Linked DNA regions of Rattus norvegicus: region 2 is linked to region 1. The links are chromatin contacts, called in public Hi-C maps. All regions are on one chromosome and are shown on one strand. Each heading gives the region's core, a stretch centred on a gene start, on an enhancer-like site or on the middle of the called end of the contact. The rest is flanking DNA. Distances are from core to core; before and after follow the strand shown. Region 1 has its middle 580 kb from the start of Mettl15. Region 2 holds the start of Bdnf (brain-derived neurotrophic factor).

Region 1 (3,806 bases), core at 357-2,856:
GAAAGACCACTTTTCATACAGTAAATCCCCTTAGGATGTCCAAGAAGACAGAAAATAGCTCTGGAGTCCTCAATTTCAATAAAACATGCTTATAAAGGTGAATTATCACTAAGAAACTAGCTCCAAATGTCGATTATGTGTGCATATATAGGGTACCTGTCCTTCAATTCTAGGAAACCTGGTCATTTTCTTGCTATTGTCTTATATCTAGGATGGTACCCGATGTCTTGAGGTCACTAAATGAACACTTGAAAGATGGAGATATTCTGTGATACATAAAGAGAATAAAGAATGTGGTCTAAATCACAACCTCAAACCTTCTGTAAGTCCACCTACTTTAGTTATTTGATCAATAATATTTACATTCTTTTTATGTTTTGTAGGACTCAGTTGTTAGTCAAGAGTTTTGGTAACATTGCAGTTTGTGCAAAGTACATTATTAGAAATAAAACTGATTAGCTCCTTAACCACACAAAGATTGATAAGTATGTATTTATTATTTAAAATTAGGTTTCCCTTGTGTTCAAGAAACCGTTTAGACTAGAGTATTGCTTAGAGATTACCAATGCATACTGCTCTTTATAAGAACCTGGGTTCAGTTCCCAGCACCTATGCCAGGAGATTCACAGCCACCTGTCACTGTGGTTCAGGGGAACCTCACACTTTTGGCATCCACAGGCACCTGTATTTACACACATACACACAGACACAGACACACACAGACACACACACACATACACACACACACACACACAGAGAGAGAGAGAGAGAGAGAGAGAGAGAGAGAGAGAGAGAGAGAGAGAGAGAGAGAGAGAGATGACATTTGGGTAGAAAAGTAAAAATGTAAGCAATGAAGTTTGTATTTGGGTGGTGATACACTGATCTTCTTGGGAAAAGGAAAAGTGGAATGCAGGTTTGGTAATGTGACAGACAGGAAGGAGAAGCAGGATGAGAACATTCTAGTTGGGAAGCTCATCTGAAAAGAATACTCTAGAGTATAGTACAAACACCATTATGAGGCTTCCCTGATCCCAAAAGACAAGCAGCCATCACTTACTTCAGAGAAGGCCTCTGCATCCTCAGGTTTGGCAGACCCTCAGGAGAGTAGATGACAGTCCCAGAGTCACCCTGATACAGAAAAGAGACCTGACCACAGAGAGGGAGCAGCTCTCTGAAAGCCCTCCCGCAAGACAAAGGAAACCAGTGGGAGAGAGGAGAGAAGAGCTGCCTGTTTCTAAATCTTGAATTTTCTCAGCAAAGCACCTTGCTTTAATAAAAATGAAATCTTCACAAGTTATACATATTTAATTTACTGATTCAAAGATGAGTCAGAGGAAGAAAACAATGGTTGTGAACCTTTCAGTGGTGAGAGGAGTTTTCTAAAGTGTTCCCAAAGCCTTTCCAGGGTGAAACTCATCTGAGGTTGCAGAGAGGAACAGGATTTGTATTCATAAATGCTGCTAGAAGAGATCAGAGCCATTCTAATTCTTATGTAGTAGGTGCCATTAATCAATAGGTGGGGATATAAAAAGTCACAGTCCTCCTTTGTGCCAGGAAAGAGGATGGCAGTCCATTTCCGGATATATGCCACAGCCAGCTGATGACTCATTCTATGCCAAAATACCACAGGGACTCGAGGGGAAACAAGAAATGAGGAGTGTGACAGGCCCGGAAGAGAGTGGCCAGTACAATCAGTCTAGCATAGACGTCTGCTCAGAGCATCGAAGAGGTCTGCTGCACCAGTAGCCAAAATTCAAGGGGTCTTTGGAGAGCATCTAGTATACATCCCTTATTTAATTTTATGTATAAGATTCTAACTGGCCCAGCTGAGAGATAAAGTGAGTGGGAGACTTCAGAGTAGGACTAAGATTCCCCACATAGGGTCTTCAGTAGCGTGTCACGTTTTTGTAACAAGGGCAGAACGTGAGTATCCCACGCAGCTGTGTTACGGAAAACTTTAGCAAGCCAGTAGTTGGAACTTAGCCAGTTGGCTCCAAAAATAAATAAATAAATAAATAAATAAATAAATAAATAAAAATTTAAAAAATATATATATCAGGGAAACCAATTCTCTACAGAAATATGTGGTGGGAGGTTGTAAAGCAGTGAAAGATAGCTTAAGGGACTAGAACTTGAGGTATGGTAGTTAGCCTTCAAAGGCTAAGAATTTACAAGCTACTAGAGTAAATTCTATAAATACAATTTTATTAAATTCTAGCCCCTTCCACATTTCCATGAGTTAGTGTAGTTGAGATAGTGGTAAAGACGGCATGTGTAGTATACAGACTGCCCTGAGTGCTAGGCCAATGGCATTTGCCAGAACATCACATATGGAGAATGGATAGGGAAGAAAGCCACAAGCTCAGCGGCAAATTAATCTCCTGCAGTAGGAAGGGCAAGCCTTCTACTCTGTCATTCACTAGCTCTCCTTGTAAGATGGTAAAAGGATATCCCACTACAGAGGAAAGACAGGCATTGTTAGACTCCCATTTAGTGACAAGCTTTATTGATAGACCTGGTATTCAAGATCCAGGTTCATGAGCTTTGCTCTGAGACTGATTCACTCCTATAAGCCATCCCATAAACAAAGTTAGCTCTTATTAAGTGGCTTGGGGGCAAAAGGTAGGATTGTACTGTTAAGAAGCGCGAAATAACTAAATATTAATTTATACATTGTTATTACTAGGCAGCATACTAAACATTTTGTACCCCTTATCAATATTCTTTTAACACATTTTAAGATGAAGGTAAAGTGAAATGTGTCTTATTTTAAAGAAAATGGAGTAGATGCTAATAGAAGTAAATAACATATTCAGCAAAGTTAATACTTAAACGTCTATGATTATTTGAGGTCATCTGACTCATAACTCTAGTCTTCTAAAAATATATCATTAAGTCAAGTCACCTAATTCAGGAAAGTACCACATCTGGGCATGAATGCAAATCAAGACTACAGTCAGCATTCATGCTCAGGCCTCCCTAAACTAGGATATGGTAAAGTTAGGTTATGGTGTGCATCTGTTCATCAAATGACTTTGTCAAATCCAGGGGAATCACATGTGGTGTGAGATTGTAGAATAATGATTGGGACAATCCTCGCCCTTCCTACCATTTCAGAATCTGGTCTTTGGCTCTCCTTCCTTCACTAACTTTTAATGAGAATGTTTATACCTAACAATCCTTTCTTATTTTAATTATCCGTATACCTTGTTTCATTTTAGATGCATGTCTACTGGAAAACCAATCATTTGACTGGAACATTCAGTCGAGATCCTAGCTTGGCCTTCCCTTGTCACCTGGAGACTGGTTACTCCTCTGGTCTTTCAACCAACACTTCTCTTTCCCACTTTTTTATCACAATTACTTCTGCCAAAGTCATTCCATGGAGACTCGGTTTCTTTTTATCTTCCATCAGATGTGAAGAAAACATATTTAAAGAACTCCAAAGGGCCAACAAGAAGCATATCCCAACCAAGAATGGTGTAGCACAATTCACAGCCAAGCTTGTCTGACTATGAGTTGAGTTCCTCCTTCCACCTCTTATCTCCATTTGGAAGTTGAATAAGTACTATGGTCCTAAACCACCAGGCTATATTTCTTGGGAAATATGTCTATTTTTGGATGACTAAAAGAAATGAATCTTTAACTTCTAGATATGCCAACTCTCCACATAGAGGGAAGGCAACACATTGAGTAATCTGAGTAAACAATAAACATATCTCTATTATCAGGAAGATGTAGCCCTCAGTCAGAACCTGTAAGCTCAGCAGACTTTTCTAGGAGCCCTTTAAGTTCTGCCCCTGTGG
Region 2 (3,806 bases), core at 450-2,949, 1.0 Mb after region 1:
CCCTCTTGTTCTTTTTTTTTTCTTTTCCCTAAAATAAATAAGTGAAGGCCTGCCCTAGCCTTTACTTACTGGCTGGATTAGAGGGGCAACGTTTACCAAAGCAAGAATCCAGGTAGACAGCTTGGCAGAGTTTACCATACAGCTAAATGAAAATAGTCCTCCAGAAACCAGTCATGTAACTGATCTCTTAGCCACAAGTAAAAAAAAAAAAAAAAGAAAGAAAGAAAGAAAGAAAAAAGAAAAGAAAACCGGCCCAAAGACCCCTCACTGCCCCATAGGAAGGGGGCTCAGGGAGCTACTCACCCAACCCCACCCACCCCTCACCCTAAATTTTGGTTAAAGATTTAAAAAAAAAATGTGTTGTTGCTGCCTAGATGATGAAAGGTTTGGCTTCTGTGTGCGTGAGTTCGCTAGGACTGGAAGTGGAAACGTCTACAAAGCATGCAATGCCCTGGAACGGAATTCTTCTAATAAAAGATGTATCATTTTAAATGCGCGGAATTCTGATTCTGGTAATTCGTGCACTAGAGTGTCTATTTCGAGGCAGAGGAGGTATCATATGACAGCTCACGTCAAGGCAGCGTGGAGCCCTCTCGTGGACTCCCACCCACTTTCCCATTCACCGAGGAGAGGACTGCTCGCGCTGCCGCTCCCCCCACCCACCCCCGGCGAGCTAGCATGAAATCTCCCAGTCTCTGCCTAGATCAAATGGAGCTTCTCACTGAAGGCGTGCGAGTATTACCTCCGCCATGCAATTTCCACTATCAATAATTTAACTTCTTTGCTGAAGAACAGGAGTACATATCGGCCACCAAAGACTCGCCCCCCTCCCCCTTTTAACTGAAGAGAAGGGGAAATATATAGTAAGAGTCTAGAACCTTGGGGACCGGTCTTCCCCAGAGCAGCTGCCTTGATGTTTACTTTGACAAGTAGTGACTGAAAAAGGTGGGTTTCTTTTCTTTCTCTTTCCTCACCCCCCCGCCCCCCTTGGTCTGCTGGGAAGCATATGGCTTTAGTGAGGTCTGTTACTGCCTAGGCTTCCCGGCTAGAAGCGGTAACTTGATGTAATGCTATCCGGGGTTATTCATTAATAAAAAATACTGTTATTATCTTGATTGAATTCTATTAGGCAAACTCCGGAGAGGTCAGGGCGCGAACTCTGGTTAAGCTGATGTGTTTAAGGTAGCGGAGTAAACCATAACCCCGCACACTCTGTGTAGTTTCATTGTGTGTTCGCTTTTTCTAGCTCTGTGGTGCGGGAAGGTGCGGGAAGGTGTGTCTGGGGCAGGGGCGGGGGGATGCACGCCCTCTCCCACAGAACTTGGGTGTTGGGATGGGAAAGATGGGGAGAGTTGCAAACCAGGGGAGAAAGATTTGGGAGCGTGGTAGTCACACTTGTTCCCTCCTACTCTGGGGCACATTGAGGGGAGTAGGGTTCCTAGGAACCGGAATTGGACCACCCCTCCTAGCCCAGGGCACCCTGCGGAGACAGCAGAGGGCAGGCATAGAGCTTTGGGGTTAAGCAGCTGGTTCCGGGGAAATGGACAGAAGCCGGTGCAGGGGAATTAGGGATACCCCAAGGGCTTCCGAGGGCTGAATCCCGGCAAGGAAAAGGCGCGTCGTCCCCTTTAAGCAGCCGCCCCGAATGGGTATCGGTGGCGCGGCTGAGCAGGGAGGGGATAGGGGCGGCGCTGTCTGACCAATCGAAGCTCAACCGAAGAGCTAAATAATGTCTGACCCCAGTGCCTGGCGCTGGCTGAGCTCTGGGTGCCCGCCGCTGCCGCCGCGCCGGGGCGCACCCGCTGGCTGGCTGTCGCACGGTCCCCATTGCGCCCGGGACTCCCCGGCTTGGAGAAGGAAACCGCCTGGGGCGGCGCGCCACCTCCGCCTGGCAGGCTTTGATGAGACCGGGTTCCCTCAGCTCGCCACCGCTGCTTTGGGGCAGACGAGAAAGCGCACGGGGCCCAGGGCAGGGCGCAGGGACCAGGAGCGTGACAACAATGTGACTCCACTGCCGGGGATCCGAGAGCTTTGTGTGGACCCTGAGGTAGGCGACTGCGGGGCGTGGGGCTAAGCGCGAGAGCTGGAGGCGCGTGCGCCCGGGAAAGTTGGCTAGGGGACTGAGAAGTTGTGGGACCGCATAACTTCGGCTTCACCTTCGTCCCGGGACAGCGGAGGGCGGGGTTGCTCCTGAGGAGCGTTCTCCCGGGAGCCCACGACCCCGAGAGACAGCGCGACCCCGGGAATCCCTTCAGTGCGAGAGAAAAAGCCAAGGGAAGAGGACGACTTGCGCCATGGGAGCAAAGCCTGCGTCCCGGGGATCCCCGAAGTCCTCCCGCAGACGAGGAAGGGTGGTGAGAGAGATGTAGGGCAACAGCTGTCGGGGGCTCAGACGGAAGGCACCGAGTCTGGGCTGGGATGAGATCCCTTACCACAGGCTAGGCACTCTCCACGCAGATTTGGACCGGGGTGGTGTGTAGTGTAGTCCGAGAATGGGTCTTGGCGCCCTCTGCCCTCATCTCTTTTCCTGGGTATCACAACAGGCTGTTCACTGTCACCTGCTTTCTAGGGAGTATTACCAAAGCTTCTTACAAGTCCAAGGTCAACATAACTAGGAACTTGGGATCATTCTTGTCACTGGGACCTGAAAGGGTCTGCGGAACTCCAGGTCCCACAGCTTGTATCCGACCCTCTCTGTCCATCCAGCGCACCTCTTTAGGCATCCTCCAGAGGAAGTGAAAGTTTTGACTTTCATCCGGGAGTAGATTGGGTGTCTGTGGAGGATGAAGAGTCTGGTTTTGGTTTCTGGAGATGCTGGAACAGGATGGGGAATGGATGAGCGACCTAAGCGTAAAAAGAAATAGCTGAGGATGCCAGCTTTGTGCTTGATGACAAGGAAGAAGGGGAAAATGCTGCCCGGGGGGTTCCCCCGGGGCTTCTGGGGGTTGAGCCACAGGCTGTGGGTTTGAACTGGTGTTTTAGTGAAAACAATTCGTGAGTTGGGGGTGGAGCCTGGACTAGGAAACGGAGTATGGGGACTTGGGGGTTGGGGGAGCCGGAGGAAGAGAGGGAGGATCCAAAGAAGAGGGAGAAGAGGGCCAGGAGAGCTGAGCTAGGAAGGTAGAGGGTGCCCTCTTCTGGCCACACTGGCAAGAGTAGCTACTGGGGCTCGTCGGATGGGGGTGGGGAAATGTTTTAGGGGCAGTTTTGCTGGTCTTTAAGGGGGTTGTGAGGAAAAACTTGTTGAATGGTGTTCCGAACCAGCTTCCTGAGATGTGCGGTTGGGTTCGGAATTTTAACTTGTTACGTTTCTTTCCTTGAGTTGCCGGAGTGCTTTGAGAAATAACATTGACGAGGTGCTGGGCTTTTCTGGAACTTACTTGAGGGTCTTCCTGGCATCCTGAAATATCCGCGCTCTTCAGCGTCAACAACAACCAATGAACTTTTTTCCTCTCTCACAAGAGTTCAGGATGCTCTTGGCTAGAAGCATATTTCTGCCTGTTTATTAAGCCTTCTAGAAGTTTATTAAGCCTTCTTTTTTTTTTTAAACGGTGTGTGATTAAGAACAGTCATTGTAATCTAATTGTATATAAATGGCTAAATGAGTCCCCCTTCCCAACAACTGGATCAACTTACTGAAAATATACCCCTCTTTTAATTCTTCTTCAAAAATCGATTCTTTTATACATTAGTTATAAGGTCAAAACCCATTTTGAGCCTATAATTGATTTTGTTTTGTTTTCTTTTGCTGCATTATTTATTTATTTATTTTATTTACGGGTTTGATTCTTCTAAGCATCCGGGCC

The links. A called contact is a pair of places that touch in the nucleus more often than the background predicts.
Region 2: a Hi-C map of the A7r5 cell line shows a contact between it and region 1, with 8 times the contacts expected there. The contact joins the promoter of Bdnf here to the enhancer-like site in region 1. A contact is called at or near these places in 7 of 12 Hi-C or Micro-C datasets (the A7r5 cell line, the Rat2 cell line, Schwann cells and 4 more).

Annotation. Positions count from the first base shown.
Region 1 is chr3:115,638,120-115,641,925 of GRCr8, forward strand. No RefSeq gene overlaps it. Among named protein-coding and RNA genes, the nearest start is that of Mettl15, 580 kb to the right of the region's middle. Within about 2 kb of position 1,607, at least 3 of the 93 cell types and tissues checked have an H3K27ac peak or open chromatin away from gene starts, as enhancers often do. A contact at or near this core is called in the A7r5 cell line, where this site is marked.
Region 2 is chr3:116,637,253-116,641,058 of GRCr8, forward strand. It overlaps Bdnf (brain-derived neurotrophic factor), which reads left to right and starts at 1,700. Exons shown (of 2, transcript NM_001270630.1): 1 at 1,700-2,047. The coding sequence starts at 1,730.